Linked DNA regions of Anser cygnoides: region 2 is linked to region 1. The links are chromatin contacts, called in public Hi-C maps. All regions are on one chromosome and are shown on one strand. The core of a region is the stretch at or near the end of the contact, and the rest is flanking DNA. Distances in the headings are between cores, read along the strand shown.

Region 1 (7,062 bases), core at 4,322-6,821:
TAAAATTCCCCAAACAGCCAAGCAGCATTGCTGGGAAGGAGGGAAACTTCAGTGGAAATGCTCGTAACATCTTCTGAGCTCATCATCCTCCCAGCAGTGGCTCCTTTTACAAATGCCTGAGAGCTGCAGATGGGGCGTGCTTTGCTTCCTTGGTGAATCTCTTTCTTCTGGTGCAGGGTTGCTGCTTTTTGCTTTTGACTTGTAGCCTGGGGATGCACGGGGTTTTGTTTGTGCAGTTCTGACCTATTTGTGTCTACATCACATCTGGTGGTCTTTTGTGAAAGGTAGGGGCTGCGTCTCCTCCTCCCTCCCCACCTGCTCCACGTCCCCTCCATCCATTTCCCTGGCTCTGCTCTAAGCATCTGTTGGGGCAGCCTCAAAATTGCCTTTTTTCCTGAGAGCACTTCACCGCATTTCCATGCCAGCTCACCCCGAGGTGGCCCGGTTCTTCCTGCAGGATGCTCCCATCCTTGCTGTACGGGTGTTGCAGGTGCTGACTGTGAAATTCCTGCTCCCGGAACTGCAGCCGTTAGCAAAACCCGAGGACAGACCCATCCCAGTGCTCGTTCCTTCGCCTTTTTCCACCATCTGCCGTGCACTGGGCTCTCGCCCCAGGCGTTCACCGGCCTCGTGTCTGTGCTGGCAGGGCTGCGCCGTGGCCTCTCCGCTCCGGGCAGCTCAGGGTGTGAGTTACCGCTCACATATTTCCTGGGCTGTGTTTATCAAGTCCCGTGGAATTGTTTCCTTGGCCCAGGTGGGTTAAGCCGGGCGTGCCTCTTGCATTCGGAGTGACCACAGCCACCTCTGCGTGTTTGCTCTCGTGGTCTGCGGGGAGCTGGGGGGGCCCCAGCAGGGCCCGGCTGGCAGCTGGGGCTCGATGCCCTCCTGGCCCGACAGGATGGAGCTCGTACCTCTGATGACCGGGATGTTACCCAAATAGGGTGCTGTTGGCCAAAGGGCTTTTTATAAGAAAACCGCCCCAGGCACCCAGCGCTGCCCTGCGGGACGGCCGGTTGTGAAATGCTGCTCCAAGGAGGGGTCGGGGCCCCCAGCTCCTGGTGGTCTCTGTGTCTGAGGTCAGGTTTTGATCCATCTTGCAACGTGGACCTGGCTCAGCAAAGCGCCTCAGCACGTGTCTGGGTTTGCATCAGTGGTCTGAAGCCCCCTTATGGCTCCACGCAGTTCAGTTGGTGTCCAAGCACTGCAGAATCAGGACCCCTTTCCTCAAGAAGGCAGCCGGCAAAACGCACGGCATTTCTCTTTCTAGTTGGTAAACTGCAGTTCTGACATTGCAGGTTCTTGAGTAGGTGTTTGCTTAAGATAAGGAGCTCTTTGCCAGGTGGGGACACTCTCAAGGAGCACAGCTTTGCTGGCGTGGGGCTCTGCACCCGTAGCTCTCCAGGACCCGAGGGTTTTCCATGTTTTCCACGTCCTCCCACGCCCTGTCACGTCTCTGCTCTCACCACTGTAAATAATGATCGCTAACAGCTCACAGAACCACGGCGTGTTGCGTTTCTCTGCATTTAGCTGGCCTGGACAGATTCCTGAGGCTGCTCGCCCTCGCAGGTGGCTGGGGTGGGTGCTGGCTGGGTGCTGCAGGGTTGGGGGCGGGCACGGGGCGCATCCTGCCCGCACCTCCCGGAGCAGGGCAGTCGCTTACGGGGGACACGGAGGTGTGGGCAGGGGCTGGGGCCTGCCCCGGGCCCTGCAGCAGCTGCCCTGGCTCCTGGGGGGCAGCTCAGGTCTCTGGGGTCATCGTCCCGGCTGCATTCGGTCCAGCCCCGATGCCTTGGGAATTATTTATGGAGAGAAACACCAGGAAAAGCTCCGGCTCTTGTTGTACAGGTTAGTGCAGGGGCTTTTCTCTCCCCCTGTCTTTTCCTGGTCCGGTGGGGTTAGCTGAGCTTGCTGCTCTGGATGTGGGACGAAGGGATGCGTGTAGCCGTGGGGAGGCTCTCAAGGGGTTGGGACAGCGAGGGGTGAGCAAGAAATTCCCCTGTGTTACCTCCTTGCCTGCTTGGTGGGATGTTTAGGGAAATTTGGGAACTTTCATCTGTGTTACTCCAGGGGTAAAACAGGAAGAATGTGTGGCGCAGGATGCTGGGAAAGCTGCCCCGTTTGTGAGAAGGTCTCTGAGTAGAGATGAGGCAGTTCTAAATGAGAGGCTGTAAGTGACGGATTTAAAACGTGCTGTTAGGGGGTGCCTGTCCCACCCCATCACTCAACACCCAGCGCAGTTATAACCGATGGATGCTGTGAAAGAACAGCGGCATCGGTCTAAAACCTGGCTACACATCTGCAGAGTTCAAGTCAAAATTATAAATACAGTTAACCTCGGTGTATTCCTTTAATCTAACACTTCATTAAACGTTGGAGGCTTTAGACAACTGCAGGGGAAAGGCAGCGAAGGGAAGGGAGGGGATCGGAGCGAGACCTCCCGTGTGCGGCTGGGTCCTGCGCTCCCTCTCGGCTCTAATCTCCTCCCTTGGGTTGTTTTATCTTATCAAGCAAAAAGGCCCAGAAATAGAAAGTTTTCCATGGCTAGCAGGACAAGCCCAGAGATGCACCAGCCCCAAGCTGTGCATTGCCTCTTTGTTAAAAAAAATAAATAAATATATATATCCGTCAAACAGCAGCGGGCTGTAAATGGGCGATGTCGATGCGTTATCTCCACGGGAGGAAGGCCTCTCGTGGAAGCAGGCGCAGCTCGTGCGGTGCCCAGCACCTCTCCCGTGCTGCCCGTGCTGGCCGGGGAGTGCTCGGTCGCCTCTCGCAAGGATGTCGGGAGGGAAAGCGGAGGCAGCCGCTTGCTTCGGGCTTGTAACGAAGCGAATCCGCAAAATTTTCGGGCGTTTTCCCAAGTCGAAGTCGTGGTCGGAGGGGCTGCAGCGGCCGAGGAGGGAGGTCTTGCTGCTGAAAGGTAGGGGACCGTGCGCTGCTGGGTCTGGATGTGTCTGTAGCTGCCGCGTGATGGCTTTCTGCTGCTAATTAGGTGTGATGGGGTTCCTGCAGGGCTGCCCTGAACCTGCCACAAAGGAGCGTGGTGGGAAAGGTGCTGGCCCTGCTCCTGGAGCCCCCAGAGAGGCTTCCCTGGGAAATCTGGCCCAAGAGCATCGTCTGCCTGGCAGCTGGTTTGTGCTCCAGGCCTTGCAGCGGTGCAGGGGACCCCTGGGCAAGTTACTGTCACCAGAAGGGTCGGGTCTGGACAGGCGAAACCCTTCCCTCAGTTTCCACCTGCTTTGAAAAATGAAAAACCTGATTTAGACCCAAACCTGCTCAGCCCTCGACTGCTGGGTGCAGGCACGGGGCAGAGGCAGGGCTGAGTGGCTGCAGCGGGGGGTGTCGGGAGGTGCTCGGTGCCTCCCAGGAGCTCAGGACCTCTCCTGCATGCGCTGGGTGGAGGCTGCGGAGGTGCCCTGATCCCATCCTGCCCACCAGGAGGGGACACGCAGCTCTCGTTAGGTCGCAGGGCCACATCCTGCAGCCTCGGCTGAGGTTACCCCGAGTGACGTCGGGTGGCTCCGGGTGAGCACGAAGGCAAACCTCGTGCGTGGCGTGCTCCAAACGCGCGTGCGTGAGCTGCCCGAGGGATTTCGGGGCTGGAGGATGAAGGGAAGAAAATCTCAGCACAGGAAGGCTCCAGGTGTGCTGCGGATGGCGTTCAGCCGTCGTGCTGGCCAAGATCTCCCTGCCCACGTTTTTGTGGGTTTGCTGATGTTGGGAGGATTTCTGCTTTTTTTTTATTTCCGTGAGTGGCAGGATCCTCAGCAAACCAGGAACTGGAGCTTTGAGATAATTCTTGCAATTTCAAGATTGATTTGAACATCGCACGGGTTGTTTTGTGGTGTGTCCTCTCTGATCGCGCCGCTTTTCCGCCTAGCGCGCGCCGCAGCGCCGCTGCTGGAAGTGCAGATTTCAGCCAAAAAACAGTTTAGAAGCATTAGGCTGAAGGATGCCCCGCAGCATCTGGGGCATTTGGGGGGCAGGGGCGGGCAGGGTGCCTGCAGAGCTATATTTAGGACTAAATGAATGGGGCTGTTTTGCACCATCCAGCTTTATCTCCCCTAGAAACTTTATCTGTGGATAAAGGGAAATTCTTTTCAGCCACTAGTTTGTTTTTTTGTGTGTGTTTCTCTTTTTCTATATTGGGATCACATTTTTGGGTTTTTGTTTTTTTTTTTCCCTTTAAAAAGAAACTGCCTTTCCAAGTGTTGCTTTGTTCGACTGGAATAGAAATTATCTCAAAGCCTAAGTGGAGGCATCCTGCTTCGGTGGCTCCTGGCAAGCCTGTCACGTGGCTGCTTCCTAAAGCTGTGCTGGCTTTCTAAAATTAGTGCTCCCTGCCAGATACGGGGTGATTAGGTCTGCTAATAGGTGCTGGTGACTAAGGAGGTGTCGTGCTGTAATCCTGCAAAGAAATGCCTGCCCGCAATGGGCCCGATCCGGAGGTGTGCTCGGGAGCTGTGATTTCTGTGGTCAATATTACGTATTTCGGACCTCGCCGCGTGCAGGTGCTGCAGCCTTCCTGCCCCATGGGCTGTGGTCGGGGCAAGCTGTCTAAATCTGAAAATCCTGGATAAAATAGGCAGCAGGGAATGGTTAATTTTTTTTTTTTTTTCCTGGTCAGGGGTAAGGAGAGCAGCACAGCCCTTGGTGGCCTCACGCAGGGACCCAGAGCCCTGCTCTGCTGGCGCCGGGTGCTCAGGGGGGGCTGCACCTGAAGCCCCCTCAGGTTGGCACCTCCAGCAGAGACTTGGTGAATGTCCCCTGGTTCAGTTGCTCAGAAGGTCATGCATTAAATTACCATGTAACTGCTCAGCTTATCTCCAATTAAAAAAAAAAGGCAAGGCTCCCTGCTTTCCCCCAGGCTTACTTGAGACAACTGACTTGGAAGAGGAGAATGACAGACAGCTGGTGCCAGATGAATGAGAAACGATTCCCCTGCCTCCCCTGGAGGCGATGCTCTGCCCCCAGGCACCAGCTCTGTTCTTGGGCATTCCCGCGTGGGAGCGTTCGTGGGGCTGAGCAGGAATCCCTGTTGCTGGAGCAAAGGTGGGACATTGCTTTGCTTTCCTGCAAACCTGAGACATTCAAAAGCAATGACTTGAAAGCCAAAGGGAGGGAAAAATAAGTAGAATACAGGAAAATGTGGGTTTTCCTGCAGAGGGGACTCCTGTTCTGGTGTCAACGTTACTGGTTTTTGGAGGGGCTCAGACGTGCATGTGCGAGTCCTTTGCCGGGAGCTTCGAGGCATATCCCCCGCTCCAGGTCTGCTCTGGAAGGTGCGTGATGATGTGAAATTCACAGCAGTAAAGGAATCTCATGCTTCAAGCTGTGCTGGCTCTTTTGGGAGAGCACCAGGGGGGTCTCCTGTCCCCACGGGGCCCCAGCAGTGCCCTGCTCCCCGCGAGACACGGCTCCTCCTGTCCCCGTGCTGCAGGAGCCCCGGCTTTCCTCCACCCCAGGGCCGCGAGCTGCCCCGAGCCCGTCTTGCTCGAGCGCCAGCCGATTTCCATGGAGATATCAAAGGACCCTACTGGCATTGGTGAAATATCTATAGATTTCCAAGCGACTCAGAGCAGTGCAAAAATAAATAAATAGCAAAAAACGGCACAGAGCCGCCACGCAGTGCTGCAGAGGCAGCAGGAGGGGCGGGGGGAGCCCGGGCTGCTTTGCAACGAGCTGCTGGCTGCCGTGGGGGCTCCGAGGCCTGTGGGGACGCCGTGCTGCTGGGCTCGTGTCGCGCATGCGCTGGGGGCAGCAGGGGCAGGAAGGATCCTGCTCGGCCGCGGTGGTGTCGCTGCGTGGGTTTGCTGCACTGCAGCAGCAAGCGCAAGGCGTGCTTTCGGTGCACCCGAGAGCATCCAAAGTCCTGTCTCCTTCTGCTGCGTCAACTCTTTTGCCTTGCTTTGGGGGGGATTTTTTTATTTTATTTTTCAGGTCAGTGACCGCACTGGAATTTTGGATGGTGTAAAAAGTTGCTTTAATGGCATTTGTAGGGCAGTTAAACATTAAACGGGTTGGAAGGGCTGTTAAAGCAGAAGGAGGCTGGTGGCTGCTCTCAGGGGAGAACGGAGGAGTGTGGCTTTTGGGGGAAAAACCCTGGGGGGGATGGGGGGGGGGTGACTGCTGCCATGTCGGACAGGAGGTGCTGGCCGTGCCCAAGGCAGAGCAAGGTGCGTGCCCCAGGAGGCGATCCCAGGGCTCTCCGTGGAATCCCTGCCTGGAGCTAGTTAATGGCCCGCAGCAGGACGGGGCAGCAGCCAAAGCAAACATGTTGTGCCAACGCCTGGCTGCCCCAGGGCAGCCTGCCGGGGGCTTGTAGGTCACGGCCACCACCTGCGTCCTGGTTTTGGGGCACTCTGGTGGTAAATCCACGCCTCGGTCACTGCAACCCCCCTTTGAAATGTTCACAGCTGGTGACCTGACATAGTCTGACTTCTGTCTGATACCGGGGTGGTTTGCCCCTTGACGCTGGAGAATTAAGCGTCCTTTTCCTCATGAAAAGGAAATCAAGCGTCCTTTCTCTCGTGGCCAAGCTTTGCTGCTGGCGCTGTGGCGTTCCTCAGAAGCTCAGCAGGGAAGGGGCATGAGGCCGTGTGGGTCTGGTGGGGCTCGGGCACATCCCGTGTCTGGTATGTTGGTGCTCCAGCGGGTCGGGGAAAGGCGGCAGGACACGAGGCGGGAGCATTGCCCGTGCCAGAGCGTCCTAACGCGAGGTTCCCTGGGGAGAGGGCGCGGGAGCGGTCTTTACAGCTGGGCTTTGCTGCTGCTTGCCCCCGTCTGCAGCTCGGAGACCCTGCCTTAGGGCTCCCGGGCTCCCCCCCAGCGGGGAGCGGGTGCTCACTGTGTTCTCCTCTCTCTGCAGACTGCAGGTACACGTGCCACCCGCAGTGCCGCAGCCTCATCCAGCTGGACTGCCGCCGGCCCGGCCCCGGCCAGCTCTCGCCCGAGAGCACCCTCGTGCCTCCCTGCAGCCAGGTACGCCGGGGTCCCCGTGGTGGCGGTCGCCTTGCGATGCTCAACCCCATCTCTCTACGACCTGTTTCTTGCTCCCGAAGG
Region 2 (7,111 bases), core at 3,186-5,685, 34 kb after region 1:
AAGAGGTCCAAACGAACCACTTTACATAGCTTTTCACCCAAGCTCAAACATATCCCAACCCAGAAACTTAACTGGGTATTTTCTTCTGCCCAATTTTACGTGCCTTAGGTCCACCGTGCATCAAATGCACGAGAATAATTCTGCTTTTATTTCCTCAAAAGCCCCAGAGTCTCCATGTAAAAAAACAGCTTTCTTTTCAGCGTTAGTTTCTAAGACAAGGTATGAGTAAGGAGTCCTCCGTACCTGTTTCCCAAGAGGGTGACAGCACAGAGCATGCCCCGCTCTACTTGCGGAAAGCCAGAAGGTGGCACTATTACTCCTGGCAGCATCAGATCTGGAAAAAAGCATCCATTTCTCAATGAAAGATTCAGCCACGACCTCCTCCACTCCCCCACTCCCCGCCCACCCCCTCCCCATTACTCAGCAAAAACACAAGCCTGTTAACAGCTGGGCCCATGCCAGAGAAAACATGATTCTCTGTTTTTTCCTAGTAAGGTAGTATTTCCTGCTACCACCCTGTGGATTAAAGGATCCTATTTATGATGGCGTGCACATCCCAAAAAAGAAGAAGAGCTAAAAATGCTCAGCCCCTTGCCCGTCAGGCCCCAAAGGGGCACTGCTTTTAACAGAAAGGTATGAGCTCCCAGGCCAGACAGCACTGCTCTTTATTAATGATATGGAAAGAGACAGGAATAAAGACGTGTGTGGAACCACCTTTTTATTCTTCCCTGTCCCAAGGGCAGGTTATCCCACCAACTCTCTCCTAGAACAGAGAATTGCCTACAATTTCCCAATTTACCCGACCCTCCTGATCTGGTAATAGCTTAGCACTCAGCTGCGAACTCTCCTCAGCATGAGGAAGCAGCCTGAACCATCTCCTTGCTGATCTGGACAGAAACAAGCGGGCTTTGTCGTGTGCTTCTTTCCACTTTCCGTGCCTGGGATGAACAGACTGGCACATGAGTTCAAGTTTTCCATGCAACATATATAGCAGCACCATGTTATCACCAAATTACGTTAAGGTCATCTGCTCTCCTTCCCTGTAGCTAGAATAATCTAGACCTCGCAGTCTCATGGACTGACCTGCGTTCCATGGTTTGGTTTGAAGCCATCTCCACTTTTTCCTCAGCATCTTAGTTTTAATACGTATGCTGAAGAGGCCACCAATATTTTTCCTCCCATTCACTGTCACAACTACCTCCAGAAAATCTAGAATGAACTCTGCAATTGCAACCAAGGCTCCACATCTCTGAGGACAGAAATCATTATAAGAACCTTAGCATGACAAGGTAAGCAGCATGTATGTACCATGTAAATAACCAGGGCAGGCAGTGAGATCTTTGAATTCAGGGAACAGGTATCGTGAACAGCACTGCCTTGCTTCTTGACTGTTCCCTAAAGTCTGCTCTCTCCCTCTCTCCACATCTGTAGTGCTGGATAGTCTCGTACCCCTCCTCCTATTTATGCGGCATGGCTCTGTCTCTGTTCTCTGCTTTCACTGGCCATTGTCTCAGTGCCCAGTTATCGTATCTTTGGATCGTACCCAGAGGTAGCCTGGTTGCCATGGGAAATGAATCACCTGCATCCCTCTTTCATCAATGTTCTTCCCCCATTAACTTTTTTTTTTTCTCCAGAAACTAGGCCACAAGTCAGCAACAAGGCTTGCTTAGATGTCTATCACAGCTACACATTCATGCACTTTATTTCCCCAAGAGCAAACTGAACAGAGGGATTTGAGTACTTTTACTCTAGATACTGCGTAATGGAAAAGACATCTCTTTCTACACTGTACACTTCCACTTACAGATTAAGGCTGCAACGGCTGGAATTCAATCTTTTCCTGGTTGAGCAGTTCTGCTATTTCATGTTCTAAAGGCCTGACTCTCATGATTCTGAACTGCATCCAAAGCAGGTTCCAGAAAATATGAGTCCTTTCTTGCCAGTCTTGATCCATAAGTAGCGGATAGAGCCAATAATCCAGGAATTCAAATCCAACCTCACCTTCACAATCCACAATTTACTTGATATTGGAACCTACAAGCCTAATCACTGTCAACTACCTTATCCATACGAGCTCACCTCTGAATTGACAGGAAGCAGGATGGCAGCAGATGAAGTCAGCTGCCCAAGGAGTGTTATAAAAACCAGACCAGTTACACAGGCAGTTCAGTGTCCCAGTTCAAAGTCACTGATCAACTTTACACCCTGAGAAGGAATTTCCAAACCTGAGACTCTCACATGGAACAGATTACAGCGTTTAAACAGCTTAACCTACTTTCTCATTCACAAATTTATCTACTGCTAATTTATTTTCCTTTTAGGGATACCAAGATGAAGTACTTTCTGAGTAAATACTCGTTATACTTTTTCATTTTTCATAGTTGCAGGTACATTTTTGTCACTGGGAAAGATAACACCAAAAAGCCCCAAAGGCAATTCCTTTTCGCAATATGATGTGACAAAGTTCTAGTCCTCTTACCTGCTCCTCCTGCTAGCTTCTGTAGCACGGGAGGCCATGTCGAAAAAGCAGGGAGAAGATCTGGGTAGACCCACAAAGCATACACTGTCCCAAAACAGAATTTAAAGATGCATCAGTAAAATACTTCACTAGTTGTTGCTTCTTACCATCTTTAAGATTAAGCTGTACTGTACTAACCACTATTAACCACTCGCCTGTTATTCAGATAATCAAGACATCTAAAGTCAGAATGATCCTAATATAATTAATAGATGCGATGGAGAAAAGCTTAAATTAAGCAGCAGTTCCTTTACGTGAATTATTTTAAGGATATAGATGAATGTTTGAATTATTTTCCTTAAATCAAGGAGGCCACTTTGAGCTAAACTGCTACTCGGACAGGAAAGAATTACTGTGTATGGGAAAAATAAAACCAGAGAATATCACAGCAGTTTGTTGCCTAATTCCATGGCTGTCTGAAAGTGGACATCATCCTGCTTGTTGGAATAACACCTTGCAGTGGACAAAAGAGGAAAAGGTGCTACGATGCTATCCTATGACTTAAAACATTTGTTTTCTAGTTTCTATCCTCTCAGCACCTCAATTTTCCTTTTGCAAAAGAATCCAGAAATGCTGCTGGATTTCACACAGAATATGGTAGAATAAGCACATTAAAGATTACGAAGCGTGCAGATACTATAGGGATGGGAGACAGGTAAGTACTTAGACACAAGCAAATCTTTTGGGGAAAAGTTGGTGTCCAGTAAGTAAAGAGGGAGGATTATTCCAGTCCACTACCCATACCTGTTGGATACAGAGCTTTCTCAACTTCAAACAGTATTGGGTTCCTGTTGTTCGTATAAACCGTGACAGCCTCCCCTTTGTGAGTGTATATTTTGACGACATTAAGCTCCTCCTTGTTTGGAATAAACTCAGTTAATTGTTCGCCACTAAGATTTGGAAAAGCTGCTGCAACATCAGCTCGTAGCTTTCTCCTGTAATGATAAAATCACAAACATGTTACAAACCTGTCTAGACCCTCTCGTAAAATAACTCCAACATAAACAGTTGCTACTTTGGTGGCTATTCACAGGATTCCCACGTTTTCCCTGAAGACAATCTGGGGCATCTGTGTCTGGGTTTACACATGAAATAGCTGCATGCTGGGAGAACACAGGGAGAAAAGGCCAAATACGTTTTCCCTGTTCCTATTCTTCCTTAACACCTGTTTACAGCTGCTGTGGCGCTCTGTGATTTTGGGATGGCTCCGAATGCCCGAGCACCCACCTGCGCTACGGGGCCTGCCAGCACCACCCTCCAGCACAGTACTGCAGGGGCTGTAGACGGGTCCCTCTCCCCACACGCTCTTTGGGCAGTTCCAAGAGATGTTTAAGAGGCACAAAATGGGGTTTGTGGGGTGTTGCACAGAAGCGTGGGGTGAATCTCAGATACCAACAAGTCAGCCCAGCACCGCGACGCAAGCCAAGATAAAGACAGATCAGCTAGGCGAGCCCAGTTACGGCTGTGCCTTCATGCACAAAGCAGTCTGCGTCCTGGGGGGGAGCTCACGGCGCCCACAGCCCCGAGGCGACAGCAGCCGCGCCTCAGGCCCCGGCTCCTTCCCCGCTGCGCCCGGGGACGCGCCGCTCGCCTCAGCGCTGTTCCCACCGCCGCCCCGGGGCCGAGCCCGGCTCGGCCGAGGCGGGTGGAGCCGCTCCCCTCAGCGGAGCGCGGCCGCGGCCCGGCACTCACCGGTCGGAGCCCTTGATGGCGGTGCTGGAGCGCACCCGGAACGCCCGGCAGAACATGGCGGGCGCCCGGCTCCCCTCAGGCCGCGGCAGCCGCCATGGCGCCGTCCCGCGGCACAAAGGCGTCCGGGTGGAAACCGCCTCCCGGCACGGCACGGCACGGCACGGCTCCGGGGGAGTTTAGAGCAAAAATGCAGCCACCAAACGTCCCCAAAGCTGGAACCGGTCCGTGCCCGGGATCCAGCCGCTCCGGGCTGCTCTGTTTTAATCCCTGCACGCCGCGCAGGAGGCGGCGGTGAAGGCTCCGCCAGGCTGTTGGTAGCGGGGAAGGTTAAAGGCGTGGGGGTGTTGCGGGAGGTTTTGCATTAATAAGTTTTCTTCGTTCCAAACGCTTAGTTTCGTGGAGGGTGCTCGCTGGAGCTGAGGGGAAGCACTGCCTAGGTCCCCACGGGCACGGACGAGGAGTGATGAGGCACCAGCATGCTGAGAGGGGAGGAGGTAGTAAAACCCAAAGGCTGCATAAAGCTAAGCGGTTTTGGGTACAAGCCTAAAATACAGAAAACGACTTTGAGAGGGGCACTTTTTAGTGTCTGTTGTGGTGCAGGGGGCTCGGGACAGCGACCAACACCTCCACGGTGCTAGGGGAGAGCCTTTATCTCCGTGTCACAGACAGCAATCCAGCCTGCTTGCACCGCCGGTTATCTCGGGCGTCGCTTGATTACTGCAACCCCTGAGCCCACAGAAAGAAAAAAAAAAGAAAAACGAGGCCGGCGCGGCTGCGGGGCGTTATTTCTGCAGCCGGAGCTGCGCCGAGCCCCTCGGGGGCGGCACAGCGGGGGCTCCTCGGTTGGAAGGCAGCTCCACGACTCCCTCAGGAGACGGTGCGGCGAGGCCGGGCCCTGCCCGTGAAGGAAACGGCCGCTAACGGTTGCCTGAAGGCGTGCGCGAGGCTCCCCGCCGGCGGGGGGCTCCTCAGCCCCGTCCCCGCCGTGAGGGGGCAGCGCCGCGCCCTGCCCGCCCCGGCCCGCCCCGGCCGCAGTGCGCAGGCGCGGCCGGGGGCTCGGTTCCCCTGGCAACGGGCGGCCCCGCCGCGGCCCGCCCGCCCCGGCCGCAGCCCGCCCGCCCCGGCAGCGCTGGGCCTGACGGCGGCGGCGGCGGGACGAGGGATGGGGGCCGCCCCCCGCCGCCACCATGCTGCTGGGCAGGAAGCCGGAGGCGCCCCTCGGGGCAGGTGAGGCGGCGGCGGGGTCCCCCCCGGGGTGTGTGTGGGGGGATTCGGCGGAACAATGCGGCCTCCGGGCTCCCCTTCTGCCGAGCCCCGGTGCGCGGCGCCGCCGCTGCCCTCACGGGGCCGGGGGAGGGAGCCGGCCCCGCTCGGGGGGCTGCTGGTGGGGCGGGGGGGCCTGGAGGCGGCGGGCGGCTTCCCCCGGGGCCGCCTCAGCCCCCCGGGGCCGCGACCGGGATCCTGGGCCAGGCGGCTGAGTCGTGACAGGAACGCTGACGGGATGCGGTGTCGCGACAGGAGCTCTGACGGGATGCGGTGTCGCGATAGCAGCGTGGTGCCGCTCGTGGGTCTGATGTCGGTTGCGTTAAGGGGTTCGGCTTTAGGCTCTTCAGTTGCGTTTGTGGGATGCTGGGCAAACCAACGCGACCCCCCCGCCTCCCCCCCCCCCCCCTTTTTTTTTGGCTTCTTGCAGCAAATCTGCTAATTCCCTCGTATCATTTTTAAGGGATAACCTACTTCGAAGGCTAGTCCGATCAAGTGCCTAAGCGTGCGCTCATTTTCTATTGTCGCTCTCAATGAGGCTACTTTGGGATTATCCTGCTTAAGGAAAAAAAGGGGAGTATATTGGCTAAGGTTTCTTAAGGATGTGTTTGCAGTGCAAAAATCGATTAAAAAAGAGAAGCTCTAAATTAAAAGTGTCATAAATTAAGGTTTCCAAAGAGCTGTGTACTCTGGGGCTATATTAAAATAGAGCCCAAACATCATAGTTAAATTCTGAAGATTATTTACCAACTGAAAGAGAACTGAAGGTTTTATTAAAACATGAGGTACGCTTTTATCATTTGTCTCTGTATCATTGTGACTAACTGGTTTGTGTATGGCACATTTCCAGCCAGGTTTGGAGACGGATTATATGATTCCTATATGAGGATAGATCAGATCAGGTACCAAGAGTCTACAAATGAAGAACAAAGCCCCTCAGGACTTCCTTCCCTTGGAAGATCAAATGTGAGTATTTTGAAGTCTCCTGTGTGGAGGCTTGGTGTGGCATTGTAGCCGACTATAGAGAGTAAATGAGAAAAGTGGGATGTGGCAGCCTTTTAGTAGCTTATTTAGCAGTATGGCTTTTACTAAATATAAAAATGGTAGAGTATTTTGTTGAATGCAAAACTTGCTAGGCAGCATCAGTAATCCTGTATTATTATCATCAGCTCTTATTTTAATTAAGAAATTTATTTTACAAAGGGTTGAAGTGTTCTGCTGTGCCACCTAGTATGCTGATAAGTATGTAAATCTACACCTTTTGCTTCAACTCTTGCACATTTCCATTTCAGTTTCACTTATGAAAATTTCAGGACTTCAGTGTGGGTTTGTGCGTCTTCCAAACGCCTTACAAAAGTATCTTTCTTCTCTGAAAACTTTGGCATTATCTTCCACTTCATTAGCTAGCAAAATAGGTCTTTGTGGACTGAAGGTGTAAACGTGTTTCTCTGTAGCAGCTGTGTTTCCTAAACAGGTATGGAGTTATTGGATCTTTTCTTAAACTGTTTCAACTGAGCAGTAGTAGTCGTGTTCAGCTGTACAGAGATCTGACCTTTATACGTGTCACAAACGTGTTTTGGCTGTTGTTGAATTCTGGCAGAAGTGAAGGAGCTTGTGCTTAGAAAAAAAAAGCACAAC

Evidence for each region. Hi-C and Micro-C count contacts between places; a contact is called where the count stands out from the background.
Region 2: a Hi-C map of liver shows a contact between it and region 1, with 4 times the contacts expected there. The contact joins the promoter of EIF2D here to the enhancer-like site in region 1. A contact is called at or near these places in 2 of 7 Hi-C or Micro-C datasets (both in liver).

The regions. Positions count from the first base shown.
Region 1 is chr25:4,856,415-4,863,476 of Taihu_goose_T2T_genome, forward strand. It overlaps RASSF5 (Ras association domain family member 5), which reads left to right. Exons shown (of 6, transcript XM_066982846.1): 2 at 6,869-6,981. Among named protein-coding and RNA genes, the nearest start is that of RASSF5, 6.4 kb to the left of the region's middle. Within about 2 kb of position 5,572, at least 2 of the 3 cell types and tissues checked have open chromatin away from gene starts, as enhancers often do. A contact at or near this core is called in liver, where this site is marked.
Region 2 is chr25:4,891,081-4,898,191 of Taihu_goose_T2T_genome, forward strand. It overlaps EIF2D (eukaryotic translation initiation factor 2D), which reads right to left and starts at 4,436. Exons shown (of 15, transcript XM_048071028.2): 1 at 4,211-4,436; 2 at 3,263-3,453; 3 at 2,480-2,563; 4 at 244-334. The coding sequence starts at 4,266. It overlaps DYRK3 (dual specificity tyrosine phosphorylation regulated kinase 3), which reads left to right and starts at 4,535. Exons shown (of 3, transcript XM_013189733.3): 1 at 4,535-4,704; 2 at 6,324-6,439. The coding sequence starts at 4,674.